Regions from separate parts of the Mus musculus genome. Here all the other regions are linked to region 3. A link is a contact called in public promoter capture Hi-C data. All regions are on one chromosome and are shown on one strand. The core of a region is the stretch at or near the end of the contact, and the rest is flanking DNA. Distances in the headings are between cores, read along the strand shown.

Region 1 (4,511 bases), core at 400-2,899, 1.2 Mb after region 3:
CCTTAGCACGCATGAGGCCCTGCGTTCAATCCCCCAGTCCTGCCTAAATAAATAAGACTGTCTCTACCCACGTGGGGAGAGAGAGAGTCCCTACCCTCCTGGCCTTGCAGAATGGAGAACCAGCCCTTTGCAGCTGATGGTTCTGCCAAGACAGAAATAGTAACTGACTTCATCTAATGCTATTGTCAAAAATTCTTCAAAAGTCCTTTCACATCTATAAGCCCAACGATCCACCTCTAGGGAGAAACAGATAGTGGCAGTCCTTCCTTCGTGCTTTAGGAGATGAGAGGCCCCTGCCCCATCCTAGATAGATTCCAAGCAAGAAACACACAGTGGGACAGGAGGGCATAGGAAGGGAGGCCTGGGGAGACTTTTTTTGTTTTTGGTTTTGGTTTTTTGGTTTTTTGAGACAGGGTTTCTCTGTGTAGTCCTGGCTGTACTGGAACTCACTCTGTAGACCATGCTGGCCTCGAACTCAGAAAACCGCCTGCTTCTGTCTCCCAAGTGCTGGGATTAAAGGTGTGCGCCACCACCACCTGGCTCTGGGGAGGCTTTTGAAGGAAGCACCCCCTAGCTAAACTTTATGATGAGCTGGACAAGTGCGGGGCAGTGGACTGGAAACACCAAAGAGCAGCATTGGCCGACCTGTACTCCAAGCCTCCTCTGCCCCAGTTTCCAAAAGGGACAACCTTCCATTCTCTGGTCCAACAACTTACACTACTTTACAAGCTACTAATCTTAGGAGGCCTCCCACACATCTTTTTTTAATGATATGGCCTTAGGAGGGTTAAACACACACACACACACACACACACACACACGTTAAGTTTAAATGCCAACTACTAAGCTTACTTCCATCAGGATTCATGCCAAGTCCTTTACACAAATAATCTCAGTTGTGCAACCAGCAATTTTTCCTCAGCTTTGCTCCAGGAAAACTAAAATTCAAAGTTGAAAGTTTGCCGAAGGTCATCCAATTACTAAAGGGATAGGATTTCAACAGAATTCCACCCGGCCTAACCGACCATTCTGTTAACCACTGCCAGGGTGAGCTGAGAAGGGCAGGACTAGGCTTGCTGAGTCCCTTGGCTTTTCTGAGGACCAGAGGCTCCCCCAGGAATCCAAACCTCTGCAAAAATGAAGGATGGGCCTAGTCACACTTGCAAATGAGGAGCGAGAATCCAAAACAAAAGAATTAGAATGAACCTTGAAGGGCCTCCAGCTACAAAGGGAAGCAGAACCTTGAGAACCTGTTGTGGAACAGAAAGACCCTCAGTCGACTGGGGGCGGGGCACGGGGGGCGGGGCTGGGAGCGCCCCGCAAGCTCTAGCCAGCCCTGCGGGACCCCCGAAGGGGGCGGGCCGAGGGAGGGCGGGCCGCAGGGTGGGCGGGGCATCGCTGTTAGGTCACCTTCCCAATCCCCCTCCATACTCTGGCTCCAGCAGGGCTGATCCGGGATCTCGATGCTGTAATCCAGCTCGGCCGAGGCCATGGTGAAGGTGCGGGTCTTCAGCACAGGCCTCCCGCCGGAACTCCCGCAGTTTCACCTCGGCGGGGCCGGGACGCCGCCGGGCCACGCCCCTCCCCGCCCACGCCCAGCGCTGTCCAATCCCCGAGCCGCACTCTGTGACCTCCCTGCCTAGCAACCAGGGAGTCGCTTCGCGCCTCGGGCGGCACCCACTAGCCCGGCCCTAGCAACCGCGCCCCGCCCCTACTGTCTTTGGGCCCCAGCAATTGGCTGACTCTCTTGATCTTGGATCAAGTATTGGTCAGTGGGGCAGCGCTCTCGGAGCGACCGCACCCTCCTGTGAAGGTAAGAGTCGGTGGGAGAGTTGAATGAAGTATTACGGGTCTGCAGAGGGCATCTCAGAACTTTGTCTTCTGGTACTTGGTAGAAAACTTGAACTTGCACCTCTAACTACATCTACCTCCATCGCCAGCAGCAGTTCCCAGGCTGGAGGCAGAAAAAACGAACAAAACAGTGTTAGGCGGCGCGTGCCAACGGGTCCTTCTAAACCTGTGGGTTGAGACTGGTTGCCTGACTGGAAAGGGGTCTTCGGGTAATAAGACATGGCCTTTCATGTGTGAGTCCAAGTAGTTTAGACGAGTACAGGAGTACAGCTTTCTTACATTTAGTAAATATTTTCTGAGCTGGGCATAATGGCGCATGCATTTAATTCCAGCTGTGAGGAGTTGAACTCTGTGAGTTTGAGACCATCCTGATCTATCTCCAGGACAGCCAGGGCTACACAGAGACACCCTGTCCAAAATAAATAAATAAACACATACATGCATACATACATAAACAGAAAAAGAAGCTATTTGGGTGATGGGAATGAGTGGGTATGGTGTGTAGGAGACAGAAACCAGGAGGAAAGTATTGAGGGCTGATGATTAATACGGTAAATAAAACCTCAAAGATGGCACTGGATTTACAAAGAAGTTGTTAGCAACCTTTGCAAGTGCCATTCCAGTGAACAAAAGAGTCAGTGGCTTGAGAGTGAGTGGGAGGTGACAGCATAGTGGTATGTCCCTGGAATCCCAGCCAGGAGTCTAAATGCTTCAAGCCATCCTCAGCTACATAACAAGTTCCAGGCTAGCCTATGCTACATGAGACTTGTCTTAAAAGAAAGAGGGGGGATGGAACACTTGCAAGGCAAGTTATTTTGTCATTCGCTGGCAACCGCTAGGAGGTACAGGCTTTTGTTCAGATGAGAGAGATCCAGCAAAGAGATAAAAGATAAAATCACAGGGGAATTGGGTATGTGAAAGCATATGGCCCCCAACCGTGGGGACTCTCACTTTACACTGCTGAGGAGTAACTGGGGAGATGGCTGAGCTAGTGTGAGGAACCAACTTAGACCCCCAGGACACACATAAAGGCTTCGGGGGCGGGGGGGGGGGGCTGGAGAGATTACTCAGTGGTTAAGAGCACTGACTGCTCTTTTGAAGGTCCTGAATTCAAATCCCAGCAACCACATGGTGGCTCACAACCATCTGTAATGAGATCTGATGCCCTCTTCTGAGGTGTCTGAAGACAGCTACAGTGCGCTTAGATATGATAAATAAATAAATCTTTTTTTAAAAAGCTGCGGGGGGGGTGTGGGGGGGCACACAGCTTTCCCAGAACCGAGGAGGCAGAATCAGGCATATCCCAGAGACTTGCTGGCCAGTCACTTTGGCCAAATCAGCAAGATCCAGATTCAGTGGAAAATCCCTCAAAAAAAAAAAAAAAAATGACAAGTGATGGTGAGATGGCTCAGTGACTAAAGGTGCTTGCTGAGCAAGCCTGGTGACCTGCACTCCCTCTGTGAAGTCACAGAAAGGAGGGAGGACAAAGCCAACTCCACACCATTAACCTTTGACCCTCGGCGCTTGTCCTGTGCCATACATATACCCTCTCTCACAAATACATCATCCACACAGTAACAACAGTGATGCTTTTTACAGATTTATTTATTTCATGTATGTGAGTACGCTGTCACTCTCTTCAGACACACCAGAAGAGGGCACCAGATCCCATTACAGATGGTTGTGAGCCACCATGTGGTTGCTGGGAGTTGAACTCAGGACCTCTGGAAGAGCAGTCAGTGCTCTTAACTGCTGAACCATCTCTCCATCCCCATAACCATAAATAATATTTTTTTAAAAGAGTAAAAAGGTGGAGAGAGATAAAGATACCCAGTGTGGTGGGGTCTGGATGTCAAACTCTCAGCTCCTCCCAGCACCATGCCTCACTGTATACCACCATGTTCCCGCCATGCTGATAATGAACTAGACCTCTGAAAGTGCAAGCCAGCCCCAATTAAATTATTTCCTTTATAAAAGTTGCCATGGTTATGGTGTCTCCTCACAGCAATAGAACATTGACTAAGACAGAAATTGGTACCAAGAGGCAGAGTCTTGCTGGGTGAGACCTGACTGTGCTGCTTATGGGTGCAGTGTGAACTTTGGGACTTTGGATTAGGAAAACAGTTGAATATTTTAAGCTACCCTTAATGGACCACACTAGTAGGAGTTTGGAAGACTGGTGCTGAGAGCAATGAAGATCATGCTGGCCAAATTCAAGAGGTTTCAGAGGAGAATATTATGTGTGGCCTAGAGATCATTCTTGTGATGTTTTGGCAGAGAATGTAGCTGCTTTCTGCCCTTGTCCGCCCCCCCCCAAAAAAAAATTGCCTAAGGCTAAACTGAAGAGTTTTGGATTAATGGCATTGGCTGAGGAGATTTCAAGGCAGCCTCGTGTCACACTATATCTATAATGAAAGGGAGCAAACTGAGCAAGAAAAATACAGAATAGGGCTGGAGAGATGGCTCAGCGGGTTAAGAGCACTGACAGCTCTTTCAGAGGTCATGAGTTCAAATCCCAGCAACCACATGGTGGCTCACAACCATCCATAATGAGATCTGATGCCCTCTTCTGGGGTGTCTGAAGACAGCTACAGCGAGCAATTGGGACTGGAGCGAGAAGAAAAAGTGTCTGAAGACTTCTACAGTGTACTTACATATAA
Region 2 (4,842 bases), core at 1,958-4,457, 1.4 Mb after region 3:
AGAGATCCTCTGGCCTCTGCCTCCTAGGTGCACTCCACCACTGCCCAGCAAGTTTCTTAGTTTTAAGTTGATCAGGGTATTGGTGTTTGGTCCCTAACCTACAACAACAACAACAACAACAACAGAAAACAAAAAACAAAAACAAAAAAGGAAAGGAAAACACACCACATTTACAGCCAAGGAGAGTCTTGACCTCTATTTGAAACTCTGCTAACTGAGGGTCTTGCTTCTTCCACTTCCAGTCCTAGCAAAACAGGAAGCAAAAATGTCTCTTCAGCTCTCAACTCCATCAACTAACTCCTCAGCTATAGAGAAAAGACCAGTGAGACTGTGGTCTTACTAATCTCAACACAAAGGGGTCCACTGCAGGAGGACCCAAGGTCAAGGTCGCTGAGGTGACACAGGGAATTCCTATCTCAAAGAGACCAACTGCTACCCTCTTATAATACATTTCTCATAACTGCAGGGACTAGCCAGGGGGGCCGGAGAGGGATGAGCAAATGTAGACATCCAAGCAGTGTTTAATTGGGGAAGATCCGGGGAATGCAGAGAGAGGAAAGGCAGGGCCTGGGAGGGAGACTCACTCTATTGTGGCAGGATATTCAGAAGTTATTTGGGACCACCCAAGCAGCAGTGGTTTGTGTGGGGGCATGCATATATGCGTGTGCGCACATGTGTGTCCTGATGCTGGGGGCAGACTGGCAGGCAGGGAGAAACATCTGCTCTGGACCCTAGGGCTGTCTTAAGAGTGTGAACGCTAAGAGTCTGCAGAGGGCTGGGGGTAGGGTGGAGATGGGGTGTGGGAGCCTATGATGTAGGAAGGCTCCAAGAAACATCTGCTCTGTATCCTAGGACTTGCCAGCATTTGAAATAACTCCAGGGTGTGAGGCTGCGACCTGGGGCCTGCCTTGGGTCTGGGCCAGGGCTAGGGAGGTCTGGGGAGCCCACAAATGCAGATTTCCCAGGGAAGAACACAGTTGAATTTGCCTTTGTCAAATAGCAGCCACATGAAACCAGGCACCAGGAAAGAAGAGAGGCATGCTGAAATTATGAGTTGTGTAATCCTTCCACTAGGACGTGAGGATTTGGTCTCATTTGACCCTGACTTTTGCCTCAAAGTCTATGCTCATTCTTCATTAAATGGCTGCAGGTCCCTGGGTGTCTACTCAGAAGCCTGGTCAGATGGCTCGTTCAAGGTTTTCTTTTCTTTTACACCTAACAATTCTTTTCTTATTATTTCTTGTTTTCCCCTTTCCCCCTTCCTTCCTTCCAATCTTTCTTTTTGGTTTTTCGAGAGAGAGTATTTTCATGCAGCTCTGGCTGTCCTGGAATTCTCTGTAGACCAGGCTGGCCCCACCTGCCTCCAGATCCTGGAATTCTCTGTAGACCAGGCTGGCCCCACCTGCCTCCAGATCCCAAGCACTGAGGTTAAACATTAAAGCTGTGCACCACCACTGCTGCCACCAAGCACTAACTTTTCTTTTTCTTCTTGCTCCTCCTCCATCTCTCTCCCCCACCACAGCATGCTCGACAGGCAGTCTGCCATGCCACCCAGCTACATCCCACTGATCTTCCTTCCTTCCTTCCTTCCTTCCTTCCTTCCTTCCTTCCTTCCTTCCTCCCTCCCTCCCTCCCTCTCTTCCATCTGTCCGTCTGTCCCTCTCTCTCTCTCTCTCTCTGACACAGGCTATTGTTAAATTCTTAGACTGAAAGTATTTCTCTTGCCTCAGCCCCTTGAGTAGTTAGAATCACAGTGCTAATCTGAGTTTGCAGGTCAGAGCCGTCTCTCCCTGCCTTCTCTTATACAACACAATACCACTTGGCTTTGTTTTGTTTAGAACTTACCCCCACACACATTTTACTTCCTTTGGCTATTGAAAAATACATCTTGTTCCATTTGTAAACTCTGATGTACAGTTAAAAGAAACCTAGCTATAAACGCTAAATAAGCAGACACATAATCAAAGATGAATATTCCACAAGCTTATTCATAAGAGGCTACCATCTAGAGTTGTCCATTTATGGGTGAGAGAGATAGGTGTGAGACAGTTGATGGTAAAGACTTGCCTAGCTTGCACAATGCCCTGGGCTTCATCCACAGCACTGAGGGAGATTGGGAGAGAGGTAGGCTTTCTGCAACACACCCAGATACACAGGCTCTGAACAGGAGATGGCCCTCTCGATCCTTGACCAAAGCAGCTACGGCCAGCTCCAGTAACTCACCTTCTACCCAGAGCTGTTCTAGGTCTGTCTCAATTACAGCCACTCGGAGACCCAGTGCCAGAGCCCCAAAGGCCACCAGTCCCAGGAAGAGCACTTTGCCGCAGTGTTTCTGGATCCTGCACCCCAGGGAGAAGAGTAGACCTTGGAAGTAAGCTCGAAGCCAGAGAGGAGCCTGCAGGCTCCCAGCTAGGATCTGGGATAGAGAGAGGAGGAGGTCAGCCAGCTGTCAGCACAACAATGGAGGAGCTTTCCCTTTTCTCCCGGTCAAGTCCCAGTTTCCTGACTTCTGGATGCAGGGCAGGAAACAGCTACAGATAAAGGTTTCAAATGTGGAAGATTTAACTCTCTTTCCCTGTGCCTTCTCCATAAGCACACCTGAAAATGCCCATTTTTAGAAGGTTATGAGTCGTGAACACACACACTCGTTGTCAGCTAGGCAAAGAGGTGAACCCACAGACATAACTATTTTCACTGACCAGATAATAGGAAATAAACTAACAAATCACTTGCTGGCTCTCGCTTGTCTTCAAACACAGATCCAGTAACACTAGACTTCTAGCCCTACAGATGTTCAAGCGACGTTTAAGTTACAAACCCAGCCCCTCTACTCACATGAGGTGCGGAGGACCGAGCTGGAGGTGTGTAGCTGGGAGGTAGCTCTCCAAGGGACAGTGGCCGAACCATGCTGGTGAGGATGGGGGGCGCGAGCGCCCCCAACCTGCGTTATCTGAGCGCTGCCATAGGCTAGCTTGGCGCCTTGTGCCGCCCGGCTTCACCTGAGGATTCCTAGCTGCCGTGAACGGCCATACGGTCCTGGGTGAGGCGCGCGTAAAGATGCACAGGAGCAGCCCGCAGCGGCGGTGCGGGGTGGTGGCCCCAAGCCCCGCTGGATCTGTGGGCTGTGGTCCAAAGAGGGCTCCGCGTGTGGGTGGACCCGACTGGCTGCGAAGCACCTCACAGCTAAAGGTGGCGACTGTGGATCTCGGGAAGCACCAGGAGGCTCAGAAAAAAAGGAGCGGGCCGGGGTGACGCCCTCCCATTGGCTAAGGGGGCGGCAAATTACCCGCTGCCTTGCAGCCGGATCCGTTGCTAGGTAACGGCGCCGCAGGGGGCGGGGCAGGAGACCACCCAGGCAGGGCCACCCCTTTGCCTCGCCTCCCGGGCTCCCCAGCCCGCCCGCGGGGCCCTAAGGAGAGGAGAAGGGAGGGTGATCCTGGAGGCGCTAGTCGTTGGCCAAGTGTAAGTCAGGATGTTGAGAAAGGGAGTCTGCTGGTCCCCTTTGGGCCACCCTTTCTTCCCGACCCAGCGCAACCCTAAGGACCTCCTTTCCACTCTTTCCAAGCAGGCCAGACTCAGCTCTAAAATGCAAATCCCACGGCTGCACCAAAGCCCAAAGCCCTGCACCATCCAACTAAAGCTTTTTTTTTTCCTCTAAGTGCCTCACACCCACTCAGTTGCCTTCCAGTCCCGAATTGCCCTCAGTAATTTCCTAAGTTCACATGTTCTTGCCTTTGTACATGTTGGGGCCCCTTTGTCTTGGCAGATAACTTTTAAGCCTGAACTTGAATCAGTCAGCCTAAACTTTTGGAAGCCTTGGCAGATAATTGCTTTTTTCTTTGTGGTTCTTATTAACATTCAGTTTGTGTATTGTATTTTTAAATTTTTATTTTAACTTTTTTTTGTGAGACATGGTCTTAAGTAGTTCAGCTTGGCCTTCAACTCCTTATCCTGGTTGTGTCTGTCAAGTTAAGGGACTATAACAGTCCTGTATTGCCCAGCCTGTCTGATAATTGTATTTGTGATGACATAATTTATGTACAACATTGGGAAACATGTTGCTTTTCCAAGTGACTGTGCTATTTCTGTGCTCCTGACTGTTAAACTCTGATCGGTCATCTGAGGGTAAAAGTCTGACTCCTCATACAGAACATTTGGGAAAGGAGCCGGGCAGTGGCAGGCCCATCTCTTGTGAGTTCCAGGTCTCAGCATGGTCTACATAGAGAATTCTGGAACAGCCAGGGCTACCTAGAAAGATTCTGCCTCAGAAACAAAATACGTTTTTTGGGGGAAAAAAAAGACTTCAATAAATCTGTTGTTCTGATACTGCTATCACATCTGGCTAGCCTCTTGCTCAATTCTTCCAGACTTCTTAATCATTATATCATAAATATTTTATATTACTACACAGTCCTCTCATCAATCATTTGCAGAATGTCCTCAGGACAGATTCCCAGAAATGGGGTTGTTTGGGTCAAAAAGCATGAATATGGTTTTGGCCTTGCTACATACTGCCAAACTTGTGCAAATTAACATCATCAGCTCCAGGGCTTAATCCTAAGGGTTCCCCAGTTGGTTTAAGGGGTGGGCAGTTAAGGAGGAATGAATGTGTCTGTCTACAACACTGCTACTCTGTGGCTAAGAGGCACCTGGGCAGGAATGGAAGCCTTGGGCCTGGAGAGATAGCTCAGCAGTTAAGGCCACCTTTTGTTTTTGCAGAGGACCTGGGTTTGGCTTCCAGCATCCACAAAGGAGAGTTCACAGCTACCTGTAACTCCAGCTCCAGGGGATTCAACACCTGGCCTCTGAGAGCAAGTGTATACACACACACACACACACACA
Region 3 (4,730 bases), core at 1,308-3,807:
TTACAGCGCCAATTAGGTGGTAACAGCTTGGAAGGCTGGGGCAGAGTTCTTCAGAAGGCAGTATATGCTTTGAATCAGCGCTCGATATATGGTACAGTTTCACCCATAGCCAGGATTCATGGGTCCAGGAATCAAGGGGTGGAAAATGGAATAGTTCCACTTACTATCACTCCTAGTGACCCTTTAGGAAAATTTTTGCTTCCTGTCCCCATAACTCTAGGTTCTGCTGGCTTAGAAGTTTTGGCTCCAGAGAGGGGAGTGCTCCTACCAGGAGCTACAACAAACATTCCATTGAACTGGAAGCTCAGACTTCCCCCTGGTCATTTTGGGCTTCTAATGCCCTTAAACCAACAGGCTAAAAGAGGAATAACAGTGTTAGGAGGGGTGATAGATCCAGATTACCATGGGGAAATTGGATTACCTCTTCACAATGGTGGTAAGCAAGATTATGTCTGGAGTGTAGGAGATCCCTTAGGGCGTCTCTTAGTACTACCATGTCCTGTGATTAAAGTCAATGAGAAACTACAACAGCCAAATCCAAGCAGGATGACCAAGGACGCAGACCCATCAGGAATGAAGGTATGGGTCAATCCTCCAGGAAAAGAGCCAAGACCTGCTGAGGTGCTGGCTGAAGGAGAAGGAAATACAGAATGGGTAGTAGAGGAAGGTAGTTATAAATACCAATTAAGGCCACGTAACCAGTTGCAGAAACGAGGATTATAAAGTAATATGAATGCCCATTGTAAATTTACTAATGCGTTTGCGATTGTACGAGGGATAGTTATATCATGTTAGGCGTATTTACAACCTTGTTATTGTTTCATGTGAACATGAGATGTTATTTGTGTCAAGTTGACAAGGGGTGGATTGTAGTGGCTATTCCTGGTTGTCAACTTGACAATATTTGGAATGAACTACAATCCGGAATTGGAAGGCTCACCAGTGACCCTTATCTGGAGGCTTGGAGATCCTTATCTGGATCTTGGTTTGAAGATCTTGAGCCGTAGTGGCTATGGATTCCAGAAGATTGAATCTCCGAGTTAAGGAACACACCTTTAATCTGGGCTATGCCTTTCATCTGGGATTAAAGGTGTGGTGGAACACACCTTTAATCCGGGCTACACCTTTTGCTGGAGACAATATAAGGACATTGGAAGAAGGGAGTCTAGCTCTTGCTCTTGTTCCTTTGCCTGCTTGCTGCGTGAGACTGAGTAACTGCTAGATCCTTGGACTTCCATTCACAGCTGCGACTGAATCATTGTTGGGAATTGGGCTGCCAACTGTAAGTCATCAATAAATTCCTTTACTATCTAGAGACTGTCCGTAAGTTCTGTGACTCTAGAGAACCCTGACTAATACACCAAGTTTCCTGATTTAAAAGACGCTGAAGCAGTTCAGAAATTCTTCCTTGAAGAGACACAGCTTGGTGAAGGGTTATTAGCACAAGGTGACTACGAGAAGGGTGTGGACCACCTGACAAATGCCATTGCTGCCTCCGCAGCTGCTGCAAGTGTTCCAGCAGACTCTTCCACCACCAGTGTTCCAGATGCTCCTGACCAAGCTTCCGACCGTTAGTCAGAGAACTGTAAGTGCTCAGAGCCTGGCTGACAATGATCTGGAATGAACCAGATAACAACATAATAAAATCTCAGTAAAATAATTTAACAGTTAGCTTGGAAGCTGGTCAGCTCTGGGGAAATCAGGGTAAATTGTGCTGTCATGAACTGTCCCACACTGACATCGGCCAAAGTGAATATGAACTTTGGTAGATCCAATGCCTGTTCTATTTATTTTTCCAGTGAAAAGTATTTTGATAGAGCTTTTCATTTTGTAAATACACTGAGTTAACCAAAATATCATGGATTTCCGTTTGTTCTTAAGACATGCAACTCGTCTACGGCTATACCACTCTGAACGCGCCCGATCTCGGAAGACATGCAACTCAAATGTAAATACAGTAGAATATTACTTAGGTAGAAACTCCTGGTGATTTTAAAAGATTGGAAAAGAATATGAGGAAGAGTTGAATAATGCAAATTCTAGTGTGTGTGCTACCGAAGTGAACACTTAATGCACAGTCTACAGACTAGGACATTTTATCGTGTGTTGTAAAATTGGGTAGAAACTTGTGTTTGTGAAAACTGAGCATTAAAACCTTACAGAGACCGTTTCTTGTTTACTTTTGAAAAAAAAAAGAGTCACGTGAGCCTCATTTTGTATTTGTGTGTGTGTGTGTGTGTGTGTCTCCCCTCCTCCCAGCGTGTGTGTGCTGGGAGGAGGGGAGACCCCAGAACAATGTCCTGCCTCCAAACCTTCTCAATAGGCGGAAGCCACTGGCTTCCTCCCTTTCCTGTCTCCCGTGCTCCAGCAATGCAGATGGAAGGGACCGAAGGGATGGGAGAGAGAGCCCAACCATCCCCAGATCTGTCCTTGTCACAACCTGCCTCCCACCTCTAATGCCCCCCCTTCCAGAGACTTCCAGGCCACACCCATCCCGGGCTTGTGGGGGCTGGACACGGGAGGACTACAGGCGACAACTCTTCCCACCCTCTCTCCCTGCCACCCCTCCTACCCTAACCATCATTTCCTCTTCCTCCCCAGCACCGAGGTGCACTGAGCTGGACAGGCTGAACACTCAGACCCACAGCAACTGACCCCGGGCCCAGCTGGCCTTGGCTGGCCCAGGGCAGCTTCCAGAGTATGGTCTGGTGGGGATCCTCTTTGCTGCTCCCCACTCTTTTCTTGGCCTCTCATGTTGGTAAGTCTTCCCTGGAGTGAGCAGAGCTCCTCCCTGACTCTTGATTTCAAGGCCTTAATTCCAGCCCCCGACCCCCAAGAAACCCTAGCCTAGCCTAGCAATAGACCTCACAATATGGTGGTGAGCATGGGTTGGGGGAAGGGAAATAGAGAGTTATTGTTTAATGAGTGTAGCATTTCAGTTAGGGTGTGGTGGTGGACTTCTTTAATCCCAGCACTTGGAAGGCCAGCCTAGACTACACAGAGGACTCCATGTTAGCCCCATAAAGACTTATGGAGACCTTACGTCAAAAACAAAAACAAGAGCTGTGGAAATGGGTGGTGATGTTCACATGAGGTTATGAATGCATTTATTAACACTGAATTGACTGTTTACAAGTGGTTCTAACGGTAGATTCTAGGGTATGTGTATTTTAACACAACTTAAAAATTGCAGGGACAAGCAGAAACTGACATCATCATCATCATCGTCGTCGTCATAGCGTCATGACGATTTTGATCCACCAAGAATGAGGTCAGGGTGGGGAAAACTCAGGCAGGTGCTAGGAATCACTGCCTGGAGGGGGGAGAGGTGAGTAGGGGCAGAAGTCAGCCATCAACTTGGACCTCACGAGTAACTGTGTTGGGCTTAATCAATAATTCATTGGACAGACAAGCATGGTGGCTTTAACTCCAGTACTCAGGAGGCAAAAGCAGGTAGATCTCTGAGGTTCGAAGCCAGCCTGGTCTACATAGCAAGTCCCAGGACAGCCAGAACTACATAGAGAGACCCAGTCTCAAAATAATAACAATAATAATAATAATAAAATTTATTTAGCACCAATGATGTTCCATTAGTTGAGAATATGGCAACACCTAAACCTATCATATGACAACTAAATGATGCTGGGCTCCCAAAGGTTGATACGTTTGTTGTTTAAATGGAGCTGTGTGTACAGAGGGCATGGAGAAGCTTCTGAATGCTGGTGGCAGGTCCTTTCAGTCTGCTGACCAGAGAACTAGAAGTCAGAGGCTGCCTTTGAGTGGTTCTGTCTGGTGGGAAACACAGGCCAGGAATGAGGGCCAGACAGAAGCAGACATCAAGAGCTTTTGAGAAGCACTGAGAAGAGAGTCAGCTTACTCTGCCACAGGACCAGAAAAGTCATGAAGGGTTTCCCTAAGAGAGGTAGTCAACAGAGTAGCAAGTGCAAGCTTGGGAGGTATGGAAGCCCATAAGAAAAAACTGTAGGCCAGGCAGTGGTAGTGCACGCCTTTAATCCTAGCACTTGGGCAGCAAAGGCAGGCGGATTTCTGAGTTCAAGGCCAGCCTGGTCTACAGAGTGAGTTCCAGGACAGCCAAGGCTACACAGACAGGGCTATACAGAGAAACTCTGTCTCAAGAGAAAAAAAAAAGAAAAAAAAGAAAAAGAAAGAAAAGAAAAGAAAAGAAAAGAAAAGAAAGACGAGAAAAAGAAAAAAAGAAAAGAAAAAGAAAAACCTGCAGAAGTATGTGCCAGCAGACTGGAAGCTAAGGGAAGAGGAGCCTGGGCTTGGACAACCTGGCTCTGCTCCCTTCTAACTGTATGACCTTAGGCAAGTTTTGAGCTTTTGCTCCCTGGTTATAAAACCATCATCCTGGAAGAGGATAACACTCACCTCCCAGGACAGTGTGGTCCTGAAAGGACGAGAGCATCACTAAAGGGCCCCGGCACATAATTGACATCCAATAAACATTAATTATTATGACAGCAGGAACACAAGATGACTCTGAAGTTAGTGTCTCAGGTAATGGGTGTTATCCTTTGACTCAGAAAGCTTGGGAGAGGTGAGGGTGTAGCTTAGGAAACACAGATGCAAATGCATTGGGAGCTGAAAGGCCACACCAGAGCTACTGACTCAGGGGTGACAGTTAATGCCGAGGGAGTGGATGAATGTGCTCCGTAGTTATTACAGCAAAGGATGTCAACTTCACTGGAAGCCATGAGGATGCCAGG

What was found. Promoter capture Hi-C pulls out the DNA fragments that hold promoters and counts their contacts.
Region 1: a promoter capture Hi-C map of liver shows a contact between it and region 3, with 3 times the contacts expected there. The contact joins the promoter of Armh1 here to the promoter of Tie1 in region 3. A contact is called at or near these places in 3 of 39 promoter capture datasets (hippocampal neurons and liver).
Region 2: a promoter capture Hi-C map of liver shows a contact between it and region 3, with 5 times the contacts expected there. The contact joins the promoter of Ptch2 here to the promoter of Tie1 in region 3.

What each region holds. Positions count from the first base shown.
Region 1 is chr4:117,249,055-117,253,565 of GRCm38.p6, reverse strand. It overlaps Armh1 (armadillo-like helical domain containing 1), which reads left to right and starts at 1,649. Exons shown (of 13, transcript NM_001145637.1): 1 at 1,649-1,813. It overlaps Tmem53 (transmembrane protein 53), which reads right to left and starts at 1,615. Exons shown (of 3, transcript NM_026837.3): 1 at 1,432-1,615. The coding sequence starts at 1,492.
Region 2 is chr4:117,094,421-117,099,262 of GRCm38.p6, reverse strand. Ptch2 (patched 2) reads right to left here and starts at 3,207. Exons shown (of 22, transcript NM_008958.3): 1 at 2,836-3,207; 2 at 2,224-2,416. The coding sequence starts at 2,907. RefSeq lists enhancers at 497-1,088, 3,052-3,551, 3,114-3,572, 2,413-4,111.
Region 3 is chr4:118,487,676-118,492,405 of GRCm38.p6, reverse strand. Tie1 (tyrosine kinase with immunoglobulin-like and EGF-like domains 1) reads left to right here and starts at 2,557. Exons shown (of 23, transcript NM_011587.2): 1 at 2,557-2,758. The coding sequence starts at 2,701. It also overlaps the pseudogene Gm12859.